Linked DNA regions of Sus scrofa: region 1 is linked to region 2. Evidence: chromatin contacts called from public promoter capture Hi-C data. All regions are on one chromosome and are shown on one strand. Each heading gives the region's core, a stretch centred on a gene start, on an enhancer-like site or on the middle of the called end of the contact. The rest is flanking DNA. Distances are from core to core; before and after follow the strand shown. Region 1 overlaps NHSL1 (NHS-like protein 1). Region 2 holds the start of CCDC28A (coiled-coil domain containing 28A).

Region 1 (6,125 bases), core at 3,131-5,630, 170 kb before region 2:
AAATAAAAATTAAAAATAAATTAAGAGTATCAAATGCAAGGTATAAATTAGCGTCCTCAGAAGCTTCTTAAGTAACAATGGTGTCAATGGGGTGGGGGGGTGGGGAGCCTCCCTCTGAAGAACCAAGATCAGACACTGCCTTTCACAGCTGCCAGGAAACTAAGTCATACACTCAGGCTGACTGAGTTACAGAAGCTTGGGACCAAAGGAGATCTTAGAGGTCATCCTATTAGACACTTTCATTTACAGATGAGGAAACAAAGAATCTGAGGGGTTGCGGGTGACACGCTAGCCACATGGCGCCAAGCATTAAATCTAAGTAGTTTACCTCTGTGTGGCCCAGCCCTGACCAGGAATCCACAGCATTTTTAGAAATTAATTGTCAGGTCATTGACAAAGTTGGGACCCAGAGCCAGGCACAGTTTTATAAAATAATGATGATGATGATGGTGATGCAGATGCAACTACACTGAAGAATTTATATATTGATCCTGGAGAGGTTGATTCAATTTTCCAAGATCAAACTTCTCCAGTCCTCTGCGGCCTGAATTCCAACTGTCTTCACTGCGGCTTTGAATTTCCGGAATTTGTCCACAGAACAGACATGAGGCCTAAAAAACATTCTTTCTGGGATTAACACAGGTAACTGATCTCTCAGAATGTGTTGTTATTAGTATCTTAACACCTGGACTGGAAAAAAGCCTCCAGAGAGAAAAGGAAATTAACTTTGTCAGATTTGCAACATTGAGTGTAAAAGGTTTTACTTAGAGCAGATGGCCTTCTTAGAAATAAGACATTTTGCCTCCCTATGCGCCACTGAAAATCACGTTTGAAATCTTGAGGATGGAGCCACCTTCTAAACACAACATGGTGTGCCCATGGTTGACCAGCAGGTGGCAGAACAGAACAACCCATCTTCTAAAAGCCCCAGGCTGTCAGAGGCTTGGGTAGATTCAGGGATGGAGTTATTGTATTCAAACACTGGCCAAGAGTGGGTTAGGGGAGTTCCCCTCGTGGCTCAGTGGTTAATGACTCCAACTAGGAATGAAGAGGTTGCGGGTTTGATCTCTGACCTTGCTCAGTGGGTTAAGGATCTGGCATTGCCATGAGCTGTGGTGTAGGTCATAGACGTGGCTCGGATCTGGCTATGTTGCTGTGGCTGTGATGTAGGCCGGCAGCTACAGCTCCGATTAGACCCCTAGCCTGGGAATCTCCATATGCCGAGGGAGCGGCCCTAGAAAAGGCCAAAAAAAAAAAAAAAAAAAAAAAAAAGTGGGTTAGGAACCAGCAAAGAATCCTGCATAAATCTCAAATCCTGAGAGTATCTTCTAAAGCTAGCCAAGTTTCCATTCACTTCCATAACCTATTTCAGACGCATCTTTTGTACTTACACAGGCCAGATGCGTGAGGAGCTACAGAAGAAATAGAACAGAGGATGTCATCCAGCCTTTGGGACACCCCCATGTCCATATCAGTGTTTCCCAAACTTGCCTGCTCATCAGCATGCCAATGGGGGGGGGGTGATTATTAAATTACTCTGTGGCCCCACCCCAGAGACAGAATCTCCGGAGAAAGGACTAGGGAAGCTCGGTGGGGAGGGAGTGCTTGTCGGACAAGCTGCCTTCCTCTCGCTCTGATCCCCTCTACTTCAAAGGACAAAATGCCCCCCCAACCCTGCCTCGCACACTCTGCTTCTCAGCACACATTCTGTTGAGTCGGGACAGTTTGCCCCCACCCCAGCCCTCACTGCCCCTTGAGGGCTGCAACTTGGCCCTCACGCTCGTGCTAGTCCCTAACACCTCGTAAACAGAGAAAACAGCCCGACCACAAGTTGGATCGCCCACCTCCACCCGGCCCCCATCTTTCTGCAGAATTTCTATGCTTATTCTGCACGTTGCCCCAGTTCTTCCAAACCATTAAGTTTTCCTTTAAGCCTTACTCTCACCTTCATACCCAAACTTAAGGATAACCTCCCTTAAATGAAAGTCAAGTTGTCCCTCTACCTTTCTCACTTCCACCCCTAAGGAAAATTCCAGCAGCTTCCAGCTCGGCTCGATCCAGGTGTGCTTCACGTTGCCTCTGCACCCTGCCACATCTGCCCTGAGCTTGTCAAATGCTGCCCAAAAGCCATCATTGCTAATCTAGCCCAAGCTTCTCGGACTTCAATTCAGATCCCCTCGACAGAGTCCAACCCGCCCCCTTCTAGGCTCAGCTTAGCGCCCCTTCCTCTGGCACATCATTTTGACCTTCCAAAGTGGCTGTTTATTTACACACACACACATGTACACGCACATGTGCACACACATGCCTCCAAGAACTCACAGGGCACCCATAAGCTGGGCATATGCGATTTCTTAGTTTGCCTCCAGGAACTGACGTCTCCCCCACACTACCCCTTCTCCTGTCCACAATTTCTTGAGAAGAAAATTCTAACTCTGGGGGTGTTCAGTAAAAATTTACTGAATAGATCATGTAAGAAGCAAGGTTTGATCATTTTTCTCCCCCACCCCCAAGATAAGCTGGAACAGATATTTGGAGCTGGATTCCAATCTTGATTTCAGCTCATACTTAATGACAATGTCATCAATTGCAAGCCTCTCTGAACCTGGTTCCCCACTGAAAACAATAATACCGCCACCTAGTGGGGTTAGGAGTCAAGCACTAAGCACTGTAGGAGGCCCCCCATATGTATAAGGAAATAATCATTGTCAGGAATATCTTTTTGTGGAGAATTTGCAAAAGATAATCAGAAAAAAATAGGTAAGAGGCTACTAATACGAGTTTATCAAAAACACAAACACCATAGTTTAGGCAGCAGGAAAAAAAGGGGGATAAAATTACAGAAAACTTCAAATATGATTTAACTTGAAAGCTGCCATTTGAAAATATTTGGGGGTCTTTTTTGTGCAATTATTTCATGAAAATTAATGTATCCTCATGGCCATAATAAAGGCAAAGAGAATTACTCATGACCCTTAAAATACTGTGCTAGCCCCCCCAAAAAACATTAAATAAGCCGGATTATCACTTTTAAAGAATACATAGGTAGTTTCTAACAGACATAGCATTGACATTTCAATGTACCTGACAATCTAGCCCACATGAAAGAAAATCATTAAATGAAAATAATAGAACACAAGATTATTTTTCTTTTCTTTTTCTTTTTTTGCTTTTTGCTTCTTAGGGCTGTACCTGTGGTATATGGAGGCTAGGAGTCGAATCAGAGCTGCAATGCTGACCACATCCACAGCAACTTAGATCTAAGCCTCGTCTGTGACCTACACCCACAGCTCACTGGATCCCCAACCCACTGAGCAAGGCCAGGGATCGAACCCACATCCTCAGGGATACTGGCTGGATTCATTACCTCTGAGCCACAACAGGAACTCCAAGATTGCTTTATACAATAGTGACTACGCAAAAAAAACATGTAGCAAGAACTTGGAGGGTGTCAGGTATGCAGGATGCTATTTCTTAATGAAAATGTCTGTGGATATATTTCAGTAGGGTGTTCTAAATATATTTTTAAAACATGGTGAGGCACATTGAACAGGGTAGCTAGGGGCTATTTTACAGCTTTTTAAAAGAAATCCTGACAGATCAAAGCTTTTGTCTGTAGATAATAATGAACCTTTATCTGAGAGTATCACATATGCATCATTCTATGTGCCAAATGCCACAGCCTCAGGAAACCAGCTGCCCGCAGCCTTGTAAATCAAAGTTTATTCGCTTCCTCATTTTCTGTCATGAACTCCCTAGTCATACGCTGTCACAGCAATTCACTTCACATTTTAAAAATAAAGGTTTGTTTCATGGAGCCTTGATGAGTCCCATCTGAAAACCATTAAAAACATCCACACCCACTTCCACACAAACCAGAAAATCCGTAGAATTCAGACTCATTAAGTCTGGAAGCTGGAAATGATCCTAGCAACAAATAATTTACACTTCCCATTATGGACAGAAAGAAAGTAGAGAGGTCTGGTGATCTGGCCACTGTCATTCGAAGCAGTCAACTGGGCACTGCTGGGACCAGAACCCTGGTTTCCTATTCCCTCTGGGTTCTCCCTGCTTCACCACGCCTCGGGTCTGGCTCTGAAGTTAGTGAATCCCCCTTGATACTCTCCAAGCCTGTCAGTGAGTCATGTTTCCGTTTCCACACGCTGTTCCAAGTGGCCTTTAGGAGCACAGAGTTCATTCATTCACCGTAACTCGTACAGAGAGGACCGGCACACTCAGCAGTTTTGACTCACACGCCACCTTCAAATCGGTGAAGCCAATGGCCAACTAAATCTAAAAAGAAAAAGAAATCTAACTCTTGGCACTTAAAATACTTCCTTTCAACCTACTGTAAAACAACAGCCTATTTAGGAGATGAAAAGTGAGTCACTGCTTTCATCCAGCAGACAGGCTCCCCAGGCACAAACTCATGCACATTATAACATTATACTTCATGGGGCCTTTTAAATATTTACTTGTTAGCAGTATTCTTCCTTTCAGGTCAAAGATTATAGTACTTAGCAACACAAAGAAAGCAGAGGGATATAGTTATGAATTAGTAAACTGCTTTGCCAAGCCTTCCATTTGTTAATTCAGTCCAACTTCAAAGAGGAGTTTAAAAAGAGGTTCAGCTGTCAGAAATTAACCCTCAGAAAATTACTGAATCAAAAAGTGACTTGGCCAGTCTTTCCCAAACTGCTGTTAAGGAAAGAAATGCTCAGTTGTAGGTACAGAAGCATAAAGCCTCTTCCTATGCAAGTAAGTTTGCTCAACTCAAAGTTTCGAGATGTATGTGTATGTGAGAGAGAACCACAGGATTTTCCCAGCCTTTGATATGCTAATGAACGAAGTACATTTCCAAGGATGGGGTAAGAGGGGATTTCAGTTTATTTGATCATTTTTATTATCTGAAGGGGGGCAGTAGGGATTAAAATTTGAGAAAACACCCTGCCCTGGTTCTTCCTTTCCAGCAACAGAGTGGAGAAAGGGCTTTTCTAATAGCACCATATATTCTTCTTCTTCAGTGGCATAGACTCTGATTCACAGCTATTTCAGGAGAAGGTCAAAGTCTGTCAAGTCAGAGGGGAATGGGGAGGAGGAGCCCATACAGAGCTAAATCCCTGAGAGCTTAATTTCTCCTGGCCCCCAGCGTGGCCAGTTCCTTTGGGCTTCCAAAATCGAAACGGCCCTCTGGCTCTCAGTGAAAACAGCCTCGTTACCTGTTCCTGCGGCCTGACTCCAAGTGGCCGTGCACTTTCCCTGAACTCTTTGATGTGCCTGCTCAAGTCTGTTTCAATGGGCTTTCACCATGGCTGTACATCAGAATCACCTAGGGAGCTTTTAACTCTACAGATGTACGGGCTCAATGCCAGGTCTACAGAATCCAACATGATTCCCAAAGAGCAGCAGCCGGAGCCGAAAACCACTGTTCTGCTTCCTACAAAGTTGAAGTCGATAGGCAAAGGACTGATGGTGCATGGACCGAACACTGAGCACACTGACATTAATAAGTGAAGGGCTTCATAGCAAGATTTTCATCAGTCCCCAAGTTTACAAATCGACGGCATTCACAGGTGGCCTTTTTTCTTTTCTGGGCTATTTTCACAAAGAAATAAACAGGTGTTACTTTGAGAGGAGTAGGTGCTTAAAACAAAGCCATCCAGGAGCAGAAGGCTGTGGCTGGTTCACATGAGTGAAGTCCCTGCTCCCCACACAGCCCACCCAAGACACGACCCTAACTGGGGACTCATTTCATCACATGTCTTGAACCTTTGGAGACCACCTGAGAAAGTCAGTACCAGGAGTGTTCGCTAAGCTAAAGCCAAGACTACTGTGTGCTACACAGCACAGCAAATCCACCTCTAGAGGGAGCTTCATAAGTGGCTCCATCACTGACATGAGACAGAAAGTGACTGTGAAAACCAGTTTTCTTCCAAAAGCATGTTCACTCAGCCTACCTAACACACGGAGTCTCTAAGCAGAGTATGAAAGAAAAGGGAATAGACCTAAGAAGGGGCAAGCAAGTTAAAATTAAAGGTATCTGTCTATCATTCTGTATTTTAAAGGACCAACTAACTTTAATATAATAGGGGATCCTGGAAACGAATATAAAAAGAATGTTTCCT
Region 2 (6,112 bases), core at 163-2,662:
AACAACCTAAATATCCATCACTACGGGAATTCTCAAATAATGTGTGGTAAGCCTATTTGATTAGAATACTATATAGTTAAGACAAGTGAAGTCTAGCCATCTGTATCAGTGTGCATAGATCTCAAAAACATAGAACTGGGTGAGAAGGCAAGTTGTAGATCAATACACAAAACATAATAGCATAAAACTTCAAAAGTTCAAAGTTATTCTATATATAGTTTACAAATACTTAGTAATAATGAAAGTATACGAACCTAGATTAGCAAAATGCATTTCAAACATAAGACCAGAGTTGCCCCTCCGAAGGAGAGTGGCATTGAAAATAGGTGGCACCTACTTTATTCAAATAACCTATTTCTTTCATTTAAAGATATAAAATGACAAAATGTAACATCCGTTCATTCTGGACAGTGGGTGAGTGAATGTTTACTCTGTTTTTCTTTTTAAAACATTTCAGAATTTTAAAATATGGAAAGGGTGGCAGTAGAAGAACATATACTAGAAACCAAGGCAACTGCGTTCGTCTTTGCTCTGCCTCTTTGGCATTAATATAACCTCTAATACTGTTTCCTCATTAGCAAATGAGGAGAAAGTATGTGGTTCTCTCCAGTCTCTTCAATCTGTCAGTGAACCTAAAACTTTCCACCCGCAACCCGGATACAGGAAAGGCTAGCCAAACTAGGGAATGATACATGGATTCTCCCCCCGTTAGGAAAGTTCGATCTCTCTCAAACGTCAATTACTTCTCCAGAGGCGGTACGTGTAGTGAAGTGTCTTGGCGACAGAGAGACCTGGATTTATTAGCAGTTCTGACTTTCAGAGTCCTCACTTCTAAAACGGGTATTTCTCACACCCAGCTTATAGATTGTAGTGAGATAACTTCTTTCAAGGGCCTAAACGGTACCTATATAGCAGCAGTAAGAGAATTTCATTTAGGGGCTCTGCATCGGGATCGCTAAACAGAATCAGTTTTTCACGCTGGCTTCCAAGACAAAAGTAGGTTACCTTGCCAAATGCCGGCGATGTGTCAGAAACTCTCCGGGATAGTTGCTATGGCGACACTCTGGTTCCGCCTCCAAACTTGCTCGAACAGCATTCTGGGAGTTGTAGTGCGTGGACGCTGATACACACCGAGGGGATGGGGCAACTTCCGGAAAGGGTACTGCACTTCCGGTTTTTGCCTCCACCACCGCCCCTCACGCTCACTTCTTGTGGGCCACAGACCCCAAAATAAAAGCCAAGCTATGGGTTCTCCTTTCCAAGCTCGCCAAAGGTACAGCTGAAGGCGGGACATGGGAAGCAATGCGGTCCCAGGGGCGGAAACGAGAGCGGCATTGGCGGAACAGGAAAAGGCCAGGCTCGCGCCTAGGGCACGGAGGCTCCGCCTCCTAACGTCACTTCCGTAAACAAAGCTCACTGTGGAGGCGCGAGGTCCGGGATGTGACCCCAGCTCAAGCTGCGGCGGTAGCATTGGCGGCTGCAGCTGCGGCGGTGGCTTCGGAGGCCCCGGAGTCTTTGCAAGCTGAGGAAGAGGACCCCGATCCCCTTCTTCCTGAGGTATGAAGTGGAAGCACAGCCACTCCCTCAGTGTCCACCTGTAAGCCCCTTCCCCGATCCACTCTAGCCATTACTGAATTCTAGGGGGCGAAGGGTGGTTTCAGCTCCGCTCCTTGGGGGAGGGAAATAAGGTAATGTACAGAGGGATTCCTGGCGGTCCTGCCTGGGGGTTGTGAATTCCTGCCTCAAACTAATGTGTGAGTTAGACTACAAGCAGTTTATGAAGGCCTTCTCTGAAACGTTCCTTGTTGCTTGGTATGCAAGAAGGATTTCGGTGCTCTTGTGCTAGTAATGTTACCTTACCAAAAAAGAAAAAAAAAGGGGGGGGGGTTATTTTTAAGCACTGGCCCTTCAAAACATCTTAGTTTAGAATGGTTTATTTGCATTGCTTTACCTTCTGTTTTGTTTTTTTTTCTCTTTTTGTATCACCAACTGTGTATAAGCATCATTAAATTTAAAGACCAATGTGTTTATATCTATCATAAATTTATACAGATCCTTGCCTTTCTGCAGAATGGATATCCCATCTTCTCTATTTAGTTATTTTAACATTTATTTTGCATGCTGAAACAACTCCAAAATGTCTGTTCTGTTACTAAAAATGCTTCTAAAAGGAAAAATTGTTAGCCAGGATTTAAGCGGATTTACTTTTGTTATCTGAAATTATAGACTGGTCAATAGAGCCTTTCCTTTACAACCTTTGGTTCTTTGGAGGTATCCTAGCTCTAGTTTTGATTGTCTAGAGTTAGCCTAAGCCAGTGGTTTAAATAACAGTGCTAGTTGCACTGAGTCCAGGCAATGGCAGAAAAATCTGTTTTCATTAAAATTCTCAAGTAATTACTTTAGGAGTGACATCAATGAATTTGAGTCTTTTTTCAAGGGTCATAGCATGATTAAATTCAACACAACATACAATAAGAGGTCTAATGTACCTAAGGCACTTTATAGTCTGATAAGGTGAAGAGCCATATAAATTTCTCATCTTATGATACATGCAGAAATATAATTTAATATTTGTGCATAAATAAAAAAGAAATGTGGAAGGATATTGTTATTATTATTATTATTATTATTATTTTTTTTTTTTTTTTGCCTTTTCTAGGGCCGTTCCCACTGCATATGGAGGTTCCCAGGCTAGGGGTCTAATCAGAGCTGTAGCCAAAGGCCTACGCCAGAGCCACAGCAACGTGGGATCCGAGCCGAGTCTGCAACCTACACCACAGATCACAGCAACGCTGGATCCTTAACCCACTGAGCAAGGCCAGGGATGGAACCCACAACCTCATGGTTCCTAGTCAAATTCGTTAACCACTGAGCCACAATGGGAACTCCTGGAAGGATATTTTTAGATGGATGGCCGTAAGAGAAATAAAGCTGGTTAAATTAAGGGACAGTACTGGATAAATAGAAGCCTTTACAAATATCCGCCAAGAGTAACTTCATAGTGTAACTTTTTTGATGTTGGCAAAATAAAACACATATAATAAAGTTTCATGTTTCCTGGGAAAAGGGTGGAGAAAGTAAATTCAAAATAGTCATGGAGCATGTTTAACTTTACATACATAACTTCACTTGACCAAGGAACTAGAATCAGTATTATCTCTGGCCAGAAACTGTTTCTGCTTAGTAGTTGAAATAAGGTTTCTAGTCCCTAGTTAAAATGAAGATACACTGTCAGTTATGCACCTGTTTGAATCTAGTTGGTTTTTCAAAGAATACACATTAGAAGGGAGACCTAAAGGCCACCTAAAGCTTGAGTCAGGCTGGGTCTATCACGTGGATGGTTTGTTTAGTGTTTATTATGTGTTGTTCTCCTTCTATAATAATGTAGGTATTTTGAAGGCAGGGACTTTGTCTTGTTCAATACCATCGTCCCAATGCCCAGAATTGTTCCTGACATGTGGAAGAAAGTAAATATTTGTGGGATGAATGAATAAAGAAAATGGTGAAAAAAGTTTTTGTCTAACAGGCAGCTTTGCTTAGGGCTTCTGTGTATATAGTCCTATAGATTCAACTTAAGGGATCCTTATTCTAACTTCCTCTAATGACCTCTGAAATCTTGATCCTCTTTCAGTCCATGAAGTGGGCTTTCGAACCTCCTTCATTTTGGCATATTGCAACTATGTGTATGATTTTGCTGTCTTTCCTTAGGTCATAAGAAGCTGGCCTTGGTGCAATAAGGAACTTAAAACAATGGAGGAGCGCAAAGTGAAGAGGAGGAGTCCTAAGTCTTTTAGTGCCCACTCTACTCAGGTTGTTAATGCCAAAAAAAATGCCATTCCAGTTAGTAAAAGCACAGGGTTTTCAAATCCTGCATCCCAGTCAACTTCACAGCGACCAAAGTTAAAAAGGTGAATTCTTTTCTTTCACTTTATCTTAGCAAAATGCTACTAAAATGCATACTAAGTTCTTTAATTCCTCTAACATTTTTTTTTCTCTTGGCTTTACTTTTAAAACAATCAAGCCACATAGTATGTGGTTTAAAAAATTTTTTTGAGGAGTTCCCGACGTGGCGCAGTGGTTAACGAATCCGACTAGGAACCATGAGGTTGCGGGTTCGGTCCCTGCCCTTGCTCAGTGGGTTAAGGATCCGGCGTTGCCGTGAGCTGTGGTGTAGGTTGCAGACGCGGCTCGGATCCTGCGTTGCTGTGGCTCTGGCCTAGGCCGGTGGCTACGGCTCCGATTTGACCCCTAGCCTGGGAACCTCCATATGCCGCGGAAGCGGCCCAAGAAATAGCAACAACAACAACAACAAAAGACAAAAAAAAAAAAAATTTTTTTTGAAGATAACAATGTAAGAGATTAGAAAATGCAAAATGAATGATTGGTTTTAAGGCCCCTACTTTGTCTCATATTAAAATACCCAGAGAGGGAAAAAAAAAAGTTGGGGGAGTTTCCGTTGTGGCTCAGCAGAAATGAACCCGACTAGCATCCATGAGGATGCCGGTTTGATCCTTGGCCTCGCTCAGGGGGTTAAGAATCCGGCATTGCCTAGGAATGTGGTGTGGGTCACAGACAAGACTCAGATCTGGCATTGCTGTGGCTGTGGTGTAGGCCAGCAGCTGCAGCTCTGATTCAGTCCCTAGCCTGTAAACTTCATATGCTATAGCTGCAGCCCTTAAAAAAAAAAAAAAAAAACACACAGAGCAAGAAAACTTGTAGACAGAGTTGATGAGCTAGCCAAATATGGAAAAGAGATATAATAGTTGTTTTTTAAAAGCTGAGTGTTTGTGCTTTGGTAGTTTTATTTTTAAAAAGAGTGAATTCATTGTTTTAGTAGAAATTATTTGTATTTATTGTAACTATTTAAACACAGGAAGAGTTCAAAGAAGAAAGAAAAGAGCACTAAAATCCCACACCTAGAAGTAATCATTATTAATATTTGGTGAACATCATTTGTCTTAAGCTTTAAAGGAAACTGGGGGGCAAGTTTAAATGTGTTGTCTTACTGCTGCATGTATGTATTTTATAGTATTAGATATTTGAAAAGCAGGATAATATCTTTAGAGAAAAAGCATTTCATAATCTCAGTCCTCTAGATACTTATGATTAAATAAACTTCCAATTACAAGCTTATCATGAGAATCGGTTAAGGAAGATGCTGTAAGCATCTGTAGCCACGAGTTTACACAAAAAACAAGATTGCTGCCTTGATGACCTCACACTCTCTCTGAGAGACAAAAGGGACATAGCCAGAGACACTTGGAAAAGAACCTTCTAGTAAGGACTAGATGAAAAACACCACAAATTCTGAGGGTTTTTTTTGAATACATTATCAGATTGAAAAGGGGTTCTTTTGGTTTCTGGCTTGAGATTACTGGTTTTATTTAGTATTGATTTTATTCTAATAATCTTATTTTTAAGGGAAATTCCATTTAATTCACTAATTTTGCTTAATCTAGAACAGCCTGAAAAACTATAGTTCTCTCTTTTTAAAGTTTTTGGCTGTGCCTTTGTCATGCAGAAGTTCCCGGGGCCAGGGATCAAAGCTGGGCCATAGCAAGGATGGAAATCAGATCCTTAACCCACTGCACCACAGGAGAACTGCAGTTAATTTTTCACTGCATCCTTTTTACAGAGTGATGAAAGAAAAGGCCAAACCTCAGGGTGGAGAAGGCAAAGGCGCTCAGTCAACCCCGATCCAACACTCCTTTCTCACCGATGTCTCCGATGTCCAGGAGATGGAGAGGGGGCTCCTCAGCCTTTTGAATGACTTCCATTCTGGAAAACTCCAAGCGTTTGGTAATCCATAGATGTTTCTCTCTACTTTTTTTCTTTTCAAGATGTTTGCATCCTATTTTCTGCATACATTTTGCAATTCCTTTCTAAAGTGTCATTTTCTTTTATTTAGGGTAAAAAGAGTCCGGAGGCATAAAACACAATCATCCTGGATTTCATTTGTCACAGAATTTTTTTTTTTTTTTTTTTTTTTTGCTTTTGAGGGCAGTACCTGTGGCACATGGAAGTTCCCAGGCTTTCCTATCCCTTCCCTTCCCCCTTTATTCCCTCTGCTTCCCCCTAACTCAACCAGTTAACCATACACACACACACACAC

What was found. Promoter capture Hi-C pulls out the DNA fragments that hold promoters and counts their contacts.
Region 1: a promoter capture Hi-C map of liver shows a contact between it and region 2, with 4 times the contacts expected there. The contact joins the enhancer-like site here to the promoter of CCDC28A in region 2. A contact is called at or near these places in 4 of 5 promoter capture datasets (fetal liver, liver and skeletal muscle), 30 of 47 Hi-C or Micro-C datasets (adipocytes, adipose tissue, alveolar macrophages and 17 more) and 2 of 2 datasets of contacts at active chromatin or transcription factors (alveolar macrophages and skeletal muscle).

Annotation. Positions count from the first base shown.
Region 1 is chr1:25,834,911-25,841,035 of Sscrofa11.1, reverse strand. All of the region lies in intron 1 of NHSL1 (NHS-like protein 1), which reads right to left. Among named protein-coding and RNA genes, the nearest start is that of HEBP2, 170 kb to the left of the region's middle. Within about 2 kb of position 4,380, at least 28 of the 83 cell types and tissues checked have an H3K27ac peak or open chromatin away from gene starts, as enhancers often do. A contact at or near this core is called in adipose tissue, alveolar macrophages, embryonic fibroblasts and 5 more, where this site is marked.
Region 2 is chr1:25,658,577-25,664,688 of Sscrofa11.1, reverse strand. It overlaps CCDC28A (coiled-coil domain containing 28A), which reads left to right and starts at 1,412. Exons shown (of 6, transcript NM_001244669.1): 1 at 1,412-1,557; 2 at 3,709-3,908; 3 at 5,636-5,799. The coding sequence starts at 3,751. NHSL1 (NHS-like protein 1) reads right to left here and starts at 1,135. Exons shown (of 7, transcript XM_021087407.1): 1 at 1,006-1,135.